Linked DNA regions of Sus scrofa: region 1 is linked to region 2. A link is a contact called in public HiChIP or PLAC-seq data. All regions are on one chromosome and are shown on one strand. The core of a region is the stretch at or near the end of the contact, and the rest is flanking DNA. Distances in the headings are between cores, read along the strand shown. Region 1 has its middle 130 kb from the start of SLC15A5. Region 2 has its middle 33 kb from the start of MGST1.

What was found. HiChIP or PLAC-seq counts read pairs in DNA pulled down with a chosen protein or histone mark.
Region 1: a contact with region 2 is called in an H3K27ac HiChIP or PLAC-seq map of alveolar macrophages. The contact joins two enhancer-like sites. A contact is called at or near these places in 7 of 47 Hi-C or Micro-C datasets (embryonic fibroblasts, liver, mesenteric adipose tissue and 4 more) and 1 of 2 datasets of contacts at active chromatin or transcription factors (alveolar macrophages).

What each region holds. Positions count from the first base shown.
Region 1 is chr5:56,470,953-56,476,655 of Sscrofa11.1, forward strand. No RefSeq gene overlaps it. Among named protein-coding and RNA genes, the nearest start is that of SLC15A5, 130 kb to the left of the region's middle. Within about 2 kb of position 3,304, at least 1 of the 83 cell types and tissues checked has an H3K27ac peak or open chromatin away from gene starts, as enhancers often do. A contact at or near this core is called in alveolar macrophages, where this site is marked.
Region 2 is chr5:56,247,437-56,253,461 of Sscrofa11.1, forward strand. No RefSeq gene overlaps it. Among named protein-coding and RNA genes, the nearest start is that of MGST1, 33 kb to the right of the region's middle. Within about 2 kb of position 3,020, at least 1 of the 83 cell types and tissues checked has an H3K27ac peak or open chromatin away from gene starts, as enhancers often do. A contact at or near this core is called in alveolar macrophages, where this site is marked.

The sequences.
Region 1 (5,703 bases), core at 2,054-4,553, 220 kb after region 2:
AGTATGGCCTTAGACAAGTCACTTGATGCACCTGAATGTATGCTTTATCTGTAAAACAAAATATGTGTTTTATAAGCTTTTTATGATTGTCAATAGTAATGATGTAGAATGCTTGGTAGACTGTCAACATACAGTTATTGGTGATGGTGGTGGTAGTAATGCTATCATAAAATTGTGATCCCTGTCATCCAGCCTATGAACCCCACCTCAGTTCAAGCAATTTTGTCTTCACATGTTTTTAGCAACATTCATGATACCTCTTTACCCATCCAGTTCTTTAGCTCCCATTCAGTGGAGTTCCAAATATTGTCAGAATACCAGAACTAAAATTCAGATGCCTGAGTGGTGACAGCTAGAACCACTCATTGACCTTGGAGCAAGCTTGCCTTATTGCTAGTCAGACTTCAAACCCTGTACCTTCAGTTACAATTCATTGAGATCTGCATTACCCCCAAGTCACAACACCTCCAGTCCCCTTTAGTCTGCTCATCTATACAGAGACTTCTGCCTTGACCTCTGATCCCAATCATTGATGTAATTCCTCCCAGGGTACCTGGCATCCTGCTGAAATGTGACTAGCACTCTTGATTTATCCATTCTGGAAAGGCTACATTGCTTTACATCTGATAGAACCACTTCCCTTTCAATGTTGCTCTGTAATGTAGAATATTGAAATCTTATTTGTAGTGATGATTAATATCTAAATAGCCCTTTAGATTAGAAAGCACTTTCACATCCATCCTCATGGAAAACTTTATAAAAGAGAGATTATTTTATCCCACAGTGAGGAAATTGAACCTGAAGAAGGTTAAGTGAATTTTCCAGTTTCATACTAGCACATACAAGCTAAAAAATAAAAATAAAAAAATAAAAAAAAAATCAGGTCTTCTATGAGTTTACTATTTCCAAACTTCTATTTGGCTAAAGAATCTCGTATATGCCACCTTGATCAAAACATGCATGGGTTTATTCATTTGGTAAACATTTAGAGAGTACCTATATGCTAAGAATACCTTAGCCCTCAGAGATGTTCACAGTCTAGCAAGAATACAATCCTGTAAACACAGGACCAGTGTCTTAGTCCTTAAATAATCACCTCCTGACACAGTGGCTGGCACAGAGCATATTTACTGAAGAATGGTATAGAATGAATATATTAAAAATTAAATTACTTTTTAAGCAAATTTAACACAATGAGAAATTACTCTGTAAAGCACAAAGCTCTACATAAACTTTAAGCATTATCACTGCATTCAATTTTAGGTGGAATTTTAATTTCAATTAGAATGCCAGAGTAAGTTCTTAGATAATTTTAATAATGCCTTTTTTATCCTATTTAACATTATTTCCTTCACATTCAATATACCATCAGGAGAAAGGCTGTTTTAAGTCCCTACTTCAAGAGTTCTTTAATCCTCTGACCTGACTGCAATCACTTCAGCAAATTCACCCACACCCTGATTCTGTCACTGCCAAAATTCCCATATGGAAGGGGAGGAGCCCTCTCAGAAGACTTGGCTCAAATCCTTGTAATAGCACTTATCACATTTTATTGTAATTATCTGTTGACATGTCTTTTTCCCCCTCAAATCAACACCACTTGATAATTCACCTACTAAAAGTTTTCAGGAACTCAAAATACAACTGTCATTTTGTAAAGTAAAATATTCTCCTTTCAAAATTAACCCCAAATAAAATCCTTTTATATTTAGAAAATATTTAACAACACTTCTACTGTTGGGTTCAGTTTCCTTAATATTCGCCTTCTCACAAACCTACTAAATAAACATGGAAAATCCTAAAATGAATGTTCAATTTTTAAAACACACGTAAGCTAATTTGGGAGGATAGTTTTGAAAATGAAGGTCCTCTGCTCCCAGCTTATGGTAATAATGCCCAGGCTGATACATTTCATTAAAAAGGCCACTCTACTAAGTTACAGAATTATTAACTAAAAATAGTGTGGTATGGCTAAGAATTCCATGAGGCACATTCAAATAGAAATCACGGATCTGGTGCTGATTTTTTATATAAGATGAACCTAAAGTAGCTTCTTTTCGTTTAAGAAAAACATTTAAAGATTGGGTAAAATCGCTGCTTTAATAACAGATGGTCCTTGCTTCCAATTCATTTTTTTTCTGTGTTAAATTTGCTTATCATTTTATGTGATATTTGTGTACACATGTTCAGAGACTGCAGGTTTTGATGGACTCTGATCACTACCAATTCCTCAGAGAAAGAGGAGTAGCAGTATTTTGGAAGCTCAGTAGATATCTGAAATAGTTGGAAGAGTTCCTAGAGTGATTTGCTACAGAGACCCTTGGAAGGCCAAGATTTATCTGCTTTACATAAATATGTCACAGGCAGATATTAAAAGAGTTTATGCTGTGGACCATCACCACCGGACACTGGATTAGCTTCAGACCTATGAGAGGGACAAGACCAGAAACATTATTTGACTCTCAGACTTTAGCTAAATAAGACTAGGTAGTTAATTTTAAGTAAAATTGGGAACGAAATATCACAAATAATAGGATAGCAGATGATATTTCACTGTTTAATTATGTACTACTTAGGTACTGTTTCTTCATACAAACTTTTTTTTTCCTTCATGCAAATTCTAAAGCTCATCCCTTCAATTCATTACTGCCCCCAATTCTTTTTTTCAAGAAAGAATGCTAAGCTATGATGTTCAGAAAGTTAACTTTAGTGGTAAAAACAATAATAGAAGTAAAGGGCTCATAAACAAGTTAAAGGCAAAAATGTAGAGAAGGAATATTCTGTCAAAAGAATTCCAGCCACATCGACGGTAGCTCAGTGACAGCGGTTACTCCTGATAGCCGACTGTCAAAGGCAGAGTTGCTGGAAAATGATTGACACATTTCATCAAAGCTTCCACTCAGCTGCCTCTGCCAACTGTCGCTGGTAAATGACTTAATCTTTGCTAAACTTTCATGCAGGAAAAGCAGAGTATTTGAAATGCACCCACATATAGACCTGAAACTCTAATGAGATCATTTGACATTCTGATTGATACGAAATCTACATTGTGTTTTGACTTGCCTGCCACCATTGATATGGTGGATTTCCACTCTGAAAGGTTCAAAAGTAATAGTTTACAATACATCCCAACTGTAACTGAGAACGAAGACATCTGGACGTGAATGAGTTAATTGCCAGTTATTTGTTCCAAGGTCAACATGTAATCACATTTCATATTTATTTTTTCCTTAGGAAAAGTAATTGCTTAGGAGAACAAAGAGACATAAATATTTTATGTAACTTCCTAAAAATAAAGAGTCATGTGGGTTCTTCCATGAATACATGTCTACATGCCTAAGGTTGAGGGAACTTACGCAAAAGTGTTGAAATGCAAGATAATACCGATTGCAACATCTGCCTACGTCAATTATGGATCTGCTACCCTAAGACCCCATAACTTTCTTACATGGATTTCAGATTGGTTTGTATGTTATGGTAAATCCACACTTCCTAAAAGTGTTAGAGGGGTTTTTTCTGCTTAATGCTGATCTTTTCTACAAGCCTATAGAGCCTTTGTGAACAGGGGTAGGAATCAAAATGAATTCTGGGTACTGCTTAAGTCAGGTAAATCCTATTATAATATTTACATATGAGGTGGGAAGAGAGGGCTAGCACCTGCATTCATGTGCCTTCCTCCATTTCCACACTGCTTGAAAAAGATAATTCGCTATTACAGGAAAATTAAGAGGAAAAATGTATGGCTTATGTCACCCAAAGCTTCTTTACCAGGGGAAATCAGCCTAAAGTTGTTAGTCACCCAACAGACAAGGGCTCTGTGATCAAAGGCAGTGACCTCCAAATTGCATTCTGCCCATTGCCGCTGTTTTCCCTTTGTTTTCCCTTCTACCTCTTAAGACATCAGACCATCTGATTCTAATTCTTCACAATTAACTCCACACATTGGGTTTCTCTTTTCCCTTTCTCTGACTCTCTCTTCTCCCTCCCTCATTGTCTGAAGAACTGATTTTCTTTTAACTAGGAAATTTTTATCTTGCCAGCAATCAGAGTTCAAATACAGACATACACAAGTTTCTGTAGAAACTCTTAATACGTAAAATTTGATTTGCTTCTAAATTTGGCAAAATGCCTTGTCTTCTCCGAATTCATAAGACAGATGAGACACAAAAGTGAGATAAATGATGCCGTCCTGCTATTTCAAATGCCATATTGATAGAGTCATTATTTGTGCCAATAAGGCTCACTGTCATCTAATTTTATCCTGTTTCTGTGTTAATTATGCTTAATTTTTGTCTTTCCTGCCTTTGATATCTTACGTTCTTCATTTACTAGAATCTAAGTTTGTGAACAACCAAATATTTCCAGCAACTTTCAGAGTGTATACTAGGTGCAAAACACTATACTTTTATCTTGGGTGAGGGTTGGGGAGTATAAAAATATGAAACAGATATGCTGACACATAATACAGGCTTAACAAAATGTGTGAAGGATAAAAAAGGAGGAAGAAAAGGGATAGCAAGAGAGAAGGGAGGAAAGATGAAAATGTCTAACAATTCACTGCATGCAAGAAAATGGATACTCTATTCCACCATGCTGCTATAGTTTCTTCATAGTGGATGCTATTACCTGCTACTGCCTTGATTACTTGTGTGTTTCTTGTCTTTCTCTTTAGCCAAAGAGTAAGTACCATGAAAGAACAAGGTTGCTGGTCCAGTTCAGAACTGTGAAAAAGTGTTTTTGCCCCAAGACCTAGGAAATGCCAAAGAAGTGTGAAAGTAAAGAAAAATGAATGAATTCCCTGACCTTAGAAGAGCAAGAACACTTTTCACTTTCCACATTAACTCCCAACAAACTGCCTTCCTTCTAGAATCTTTACTCCCACACAGTAAGGAATACTACTCTGAGTATACCTTGCTAGTCCAGCAATCAACCAATGTGGGGTTAATTATATGTAGAAGCAGAATTTGTCCCCATGGAATGAAGAAGCTTCTAATGAAGTTCAGGTTGGAAATTGCCCCAGTTGGTTAGAGATGTGATCCCTGTACCTGCTTTTTAGTCCTGTTCCTCCACCTGTGCCTGCCACCATTCTGTGTTTATTTGGGCTTTCTTTTTATTTCATTCTACTCCATTTAGTCTCTCAAATTTCTCCCACTTCTTCCTGACTTAGGAATTCTTACAGCTACTTTCTTAGAGTGTTATCTCCTTTCTTTCCCACTGTGTCATATGCTCTTTTGTTCATACACATTGGATTTATCACAGTCATCTATGTCCTCCTGGGGAAAGTGTGGTAGCCTCAGAGAACACACTGCTAAAACAATGGGGAATTCATAGCTGATTATCTGTACTTGATTGTATAGTTCAGATACTCAGGAAAAATTCTCCACTCCTCTTTGCAATTAGGTACAGTGATTAGAAACCTTGTATGTCATGCTCCAGTTCTCCCTTAAAAGCCCTCCTCTACTGGATGGTGGTGTAACTGACTCTTAATTTGATATTGCACAGGTAGATTAAAAAGAGGCAGCATTGGTGTTCCTACTGTGGTGCAGTGGGTTAATGATCCAGCTTGTCTCTGTGGAGGCGCCAGTTTGATCCTTGGCATGAAGTAGTAGGCTAAGGATCTGGCATTGCTGAAACCATGGCATAGGTCACAGCTCTAGCCTGGATTCAACTCCCCGCCTGGGAATTTCCGTATGCCATGGTTGT
Region 2 (6,025 bases), core at 1,770-4,269:
GAAACACTGGATACCTAACCCACTGAGCTAGGCCAGGGATCAAACCCACATCCTCACGGACACTGTATTGATCCTTAACCCACTGAGCTACAACAGGAACTCCAACAACAGGGATCTCTTGATGGGTCCACTGGTTCCTCAGCTTTTCCACCATGAACATGTCAGAACTCCAGGAAACAATCTGTGAAAGTGAGGCAACAGAGACTCAGAGCTCTTATTTCTGGACCTCTCTCTTCCAAAACACATAACACTGATATTTCTACTCTTCCAGCCTGTCATGTTGCATGGGAGCATCCTGTAAGATGCCCTCTTCCCACAGTTTCCTGTGAGAAGCAGGGTGTGTTTTTTTCCTAGGGCTGCAGAAGTAAATGATCATGAATTTGGTGGCTTAAAGCAACAGAGGATTGATCGTCTTCCAGCTCTGGAGGCCAGACTCTAAAATCAAGTGGTCCACAGGGAAAAGCTGGCCTATGCCCTTCTCATGGCTTCTGACAGCTGTGAGCAAGCCTGGGAATTCCTAGGCATGGGCATGGGGCTTCAGCACTCCATGTCCACCTCTGTTTTTTCATTACCTTCTTCTCTGTCTGTGTCTGTTTTCCCTTCTCATCTCTTATAAGGATTTGTCATTGGATTTCGAGACCATCCTAATCCAGCATAATCTCATCTAGAGATCTTTAGTTACCTCTGCAAAAACTCTTTGTCAACATTAGGTCACATTTATTGGTTCCAGGAGTTAGAACTTGCACACATCTTTTTTGGGGGGTGGGAGAGAAGCACTAATAAATCAACTCCATAGAGTGTAGGCTTCACTGGAGCTTCTAGCCTTTCATGATGGGCCCCACAGGGCATCACAGTATCATCCCAATCCTAGATCCATTCTCTCTGAAACCTTTTGCTTTTGTACCAGAAGCATTTCTGCTTCCTGTCCTTCTTCAGTGAGGAATTCGCCTGGCATACCTGCCCTTTTCCTACTTCTAAGTCTTTATTTTTCTAGAAAGCGCTTACTGTCCCTTTCCCTGGCATGATAAATTCTCAAAGCATGCACTAATGGCAAAAAGTGTGGTTTAAGGGAGATATTGTATTATTTGTGAACATATTTCAAAAACATTATCTCCATTATATATGTACAGACAAACACAGAGTCTGTTATATTAAGACATTGGCCCCATATGACTATGTTTTAACAAAAACTTTAAAGGAGAAATCCAGACTTGGAAAATCATCTAAAGTTTTACTATGTATATATAAAAAAAGCTAATCACAAGCATCCACTGATAGAACTCAGCTTATATTTAATCTTCCTCTATAGAGGACAAAATATTGTTGAAGTATTAGTTCAACAGGCAACAGTAATTCATGTAGGTACTGATAAGCAAGAGTTCTTTGTTTTGTTTTAGATAAAACACATCATAACTTCAAACTAATACCTCCAATTCAAATTCAGGAGTACAGGGTTTTTAATGTAACCTAGTGGATTTCATATCTGTTTCTCTTTTCTTCCATGCCCCAAACCCCTGTTTCAATGATACCAATATTATTATTCATTTGCTTTATCCATGCTACATCACAATGGTCTAAGAATAATATAAACACTCGACCAATTAAACAATTATATCATTACCAAAAAGAGGTTTTATTCTTTCTTTTTTTAAACCTATCTTGTCCCATTAAAGATGTACGATAAAAACAGCTATGCTTTATAACCACTTGGGATAATTTCTCTTGAGAAACTGGGCAAGCCTGGTATACATCAACAGGATACTTTGAGGTTTTTTTTTTTTAATTTCAATATTTAGGAATTGCATTTTGTGTTTAATTTTCTTTTTTATTATGTAAAATGTTTATATTTCCAAAGTTGCATCTTGAAATAAGCTATCTAAAGAGACAAAAAAGAATGATTTTCCAGTCTATTGCTACCTTCCCATATAGTTAACTGTGCTTTTAAATTTTATGGTTGTCTTTTAATGAATTTTAAAAATATAATCACACACACACACACACACCTTCTTATATCCTGGAGATATTTCATAGTAACTTAGAAATTTTTCTCATTCTTTTTTATACCTGCAAAATAATCCATTGTGCAAATACATCACAGTTTATTCAACCATTCCATTTTGGTGAGTATTTGAATTATTTGCAATATTTTGCTACTGCAAATGGAGCTTCAATTAACAGCTTTGTTCACAAGTACCTTTATATTTTTGACTGGTATACCTTTGGAATAGACTCCTAAAAATGGAAATCTAGGTAGTTTTTCTATTTCATCTTTTGAAATATATTTTAAAATGCTAATTCAGAATTCTAAACATAATGGTTATTGGTTTTTGTTCTGGTAAAGGGTTTGGGGAGATTTTTGAATTAGTAAAATTAAAATTCATTTGCGAGGCAGAGCAATGAGAAGTCACAATTTTCCTAGTGGAACAGTATACTATTTCTCCATAAAAGGTAATAAATTTAAATCCATCAAAGAAACTAAGAGCAATTCTAAAGCAATAGCTGTGACTCTATCATATATATGCGATATAAAATCACTACCATGAGCATAAATATTCCAGGAAAAAACAAAGATGTTAAATTAGATCTCATCGGATGTTTCTGAGTTTTCCATTCAGTCTCATTTGGCTCCTTGTTAGTGTAAACTTCTTGGCATTTGCTATGAAGTGATTAAACATTAACGGTTTTAACTACCATTTCTGAGAAGTGAGTGATGTAATAGCATTACATTGGAAGTGTCATGATTTCTATATGTCTACTCGAAGCAAAAAGAGACTTTTTCCAGCCAAAAGAGCTTTCAAACTTCAATATCTATTACAGTAAGATCAAGAGGACTGATCTGAGGGAGAAAATTCAGCTACCAGGGAGAAGACACACAGATTCAAAACATGCTGGTAAGAAGTGTGTTTTCATAGAGGTCAAATTAACAATATCTTGGGAGTTCTCCTGTGGCACAATGGGTTAAGGATCTGGTGTTGTCACTGCAGTGGCTCTGGTCACTGCTGTTGTGCAAGTTTGATCCCTGGCCCAGGAAGTTCCATATGCTGTGGGCGTAGCAAAAATGAAACAAAAATGAACAAAAACCCCCTAATATCTCAATCATTTAACAATTGAGCAAATGCTTAAAAGATTATCACATATTCTAGCATATACCATACCACATAAGACATAATATTTTAGAACAAAAAATAGACAATAATTTAAATATAAGAGAATCCATGTTGAAATAAAGTTGTTTTCTCAGTCACTTTGATTAAATTCTGGCACCAGTTATTTAGTGAAAAAGAACTAGAAATATTTCTGTATTCATTCATGTTCTTTGTATTCAATTGTAGAGATCAAGCTTTGGCAAACTTTTTCTGTAAAAAGCCAGACAGTAAATATCGGACTTTGTGAGCTAAGAGGCAAAATTAGGTATGTTATGTGGGAACCTATACAGCAAATGAGAAAACAAATTTCCACGTTTTTAATTTTTTAATTTTTTTTTTAAGGCCACGCATGTGGATATGGAAGTTTCCAGGCTTAGAGCCTATGCCACAGCCAAAGCGACATGAGATCCCAGTGTCATCTGCAACCTATGCTGCAGCTTGTGGCAACTCTGGATTCTTAAGCCACTGAGTGAAGCCAGGGATCGAATACACGGATCGAACCTGCATCCTCACAGACACTATGTTGGGTTTCTAACCTGCTAAGCCACAACAGGAATTCCTCCACATTTTTTTATTGATGAAATTCAAAAAATAATAATGGAGAACAATTTTGTTTTTGTAATTCAGGTATACTAGTGAGAAGAATGGAATTTTATTCAAAGCATAGTGTTTTGCTTAAATGGAGTTAAGACATCAAATTTATTGCAAATGTCCATTAGAAAGAAAACATTTTTTAGCTCGTAGGCCAAACTAAAACAAGTAGGAGGCCAAATTTGGCCCACAGGCAGTAGTGGACTGGCCACTGACATAGAAAATTCTCATGATAGTATAGGTTCAACCAGTTCAACAATTCCTTTTGCTTTCTTTACAACTGCTAAACTAAAGAATCCCCTTTGGGGAAGTTCCCTTTGCAGCTCAGTGGGTTAAGAACATGACTAGTATCCATGAAGATGTGTGTTCGATCCCTGGACTTGCCCAGTGGGTTAAGGATCCAGTGTTGCCCTGAGCTGTGGTGTAGGCTACAGACACAGTTCAGATCCTGCATTGCTGTGGCTGTGGCATAGGCCAGCAGGTGCAGCTCTGATTCAACCCCTAGCCTGGGTACTTCCATATGCCGCAGGTACGGCCCTAAAAAAAAGAGAGAGAGAGAAAAAAAAGGAGGAATCCCCATTGGAAGGCAAAGTCCCCATTTGTCTACTCATTGAAGTATAACCTGGCACATAGGAGGCCCACAGTAAATAGTTCTTTCATGAAACAATAAGTTAAATACACAAGATATCTATCTTAAGTGTAGACATATGGACTAAGTAGAATATAACTAACTCTGAGACTCAAGATTCTGGGTACTCAGGATGAAAAAGACCAAGAAACCCTATTTTACTTGCTCTGGGCATCCTATTTGCTTGTTGCACAATTGCTGCTGCTAGTGACTGATCTTCTGAAGTGATAGCATGCTCAATGTCAAAAGAAAATTTCATAGAAGGAAATCTTAGAGTGGGGATAACTCAATGCATTTGTTTATTTCTGAAAATTAACAAATGATCATTTGGTTTTGATGGCATTACATTGGTGATTCAGAGAAAATTAAAGATTATTATCCTCAGACATGAAATCACAAAATGCTACTTAACATGCACATTTAACTTTGATTTCTTCAATAGAGGCTACAAGTTTTCTACTGTAATTATTTCCACATCTTGCTCTTCATATTTTATCACCAGAAAAAGGAGGAGCCTACAACACCTGCCTCCAAAACAAATAAAATTTTTGGAGTCCGAGAATATTTCAAATATTTTTCTAATTTAACTTTTTAATTTGAAATGTGAAGAGGAGGTGAATTGCCTGTGTGTTTGAGTTAGTGGAAAGCTATCCTTAGGGCCAATTCTTGGTTCTCGACCTTCTATTGTCATGAAAGATGAGTTGTAAAGAAAAAGTAAAGTGCACTCCATTAGCTATCAAATTATAGATGCAGTGGATCAGACAAGGATTTAGCACAGCTCTTATTTTCATGACTAATTCAACCCATAGAAAGATAATATGCAATTATTTTGGCAAATACTAACACAAAAATTTTCCAGTCATACTGTCTGCTCTACCTTCAATACAGTAATAATCAGAACTTGATTAATTTTGGTGAAACACTTGGTTGGGAGCAGGGCGCAGATGAAAATTTCAAGAGAACAGACTGGGCACAATTTGGGAATCAACTTGATTAGAGAGGCGATAAGGCTATCCAAATATTTGTTCCTTGTCCCATCTGTCTCCCTAAAGCAGCACACTGCAAATGAGAGGGAGAAGGCCAAGTTCACATACCCAGTATGGCCTTTTTTATGTAGTTATAACTATTCCCATCATACTGAGTATATAACAGATTACCACTAATCTGATAAAATTATGACATGTCGGAATGAATGCTGTTTTCATTTCATAATGTCTTAGAATTTATAAGATGCTTCATATGTGTCTGAATTGAACCTTATAACAATATCATAAAGTGGGCAGGCGTGGGAGATTGGTTGCAAAAATAGCCTAAATGCTTCCTCTCTTAGGGCATCCAGGCCCCTGCGCCACATGACTTTGCAATTCTTCTTACTAATAAGGTTGAATCCATATCCTAGCACTTGAATTCTGCAGTCATACATATGACTCCCTTTGGCCAGTAGCATGTTAGCCAATGTGATATGTGCAGAATCTTGAAAAGATGCTTATACATTTCTACTTCGTCTATTGCTCTTTCCTATGGCCATGATGACACATCTAGGCTAGCCTACTGGAGAAAGAGTCAGCATACTTTTTCTGTAAAAGACCAGATAGCAAATCTTCTTGGCTTTGTAGGCCATGTGGTCACTATTGCAACTATTCAAATACTCGCCGTGGTC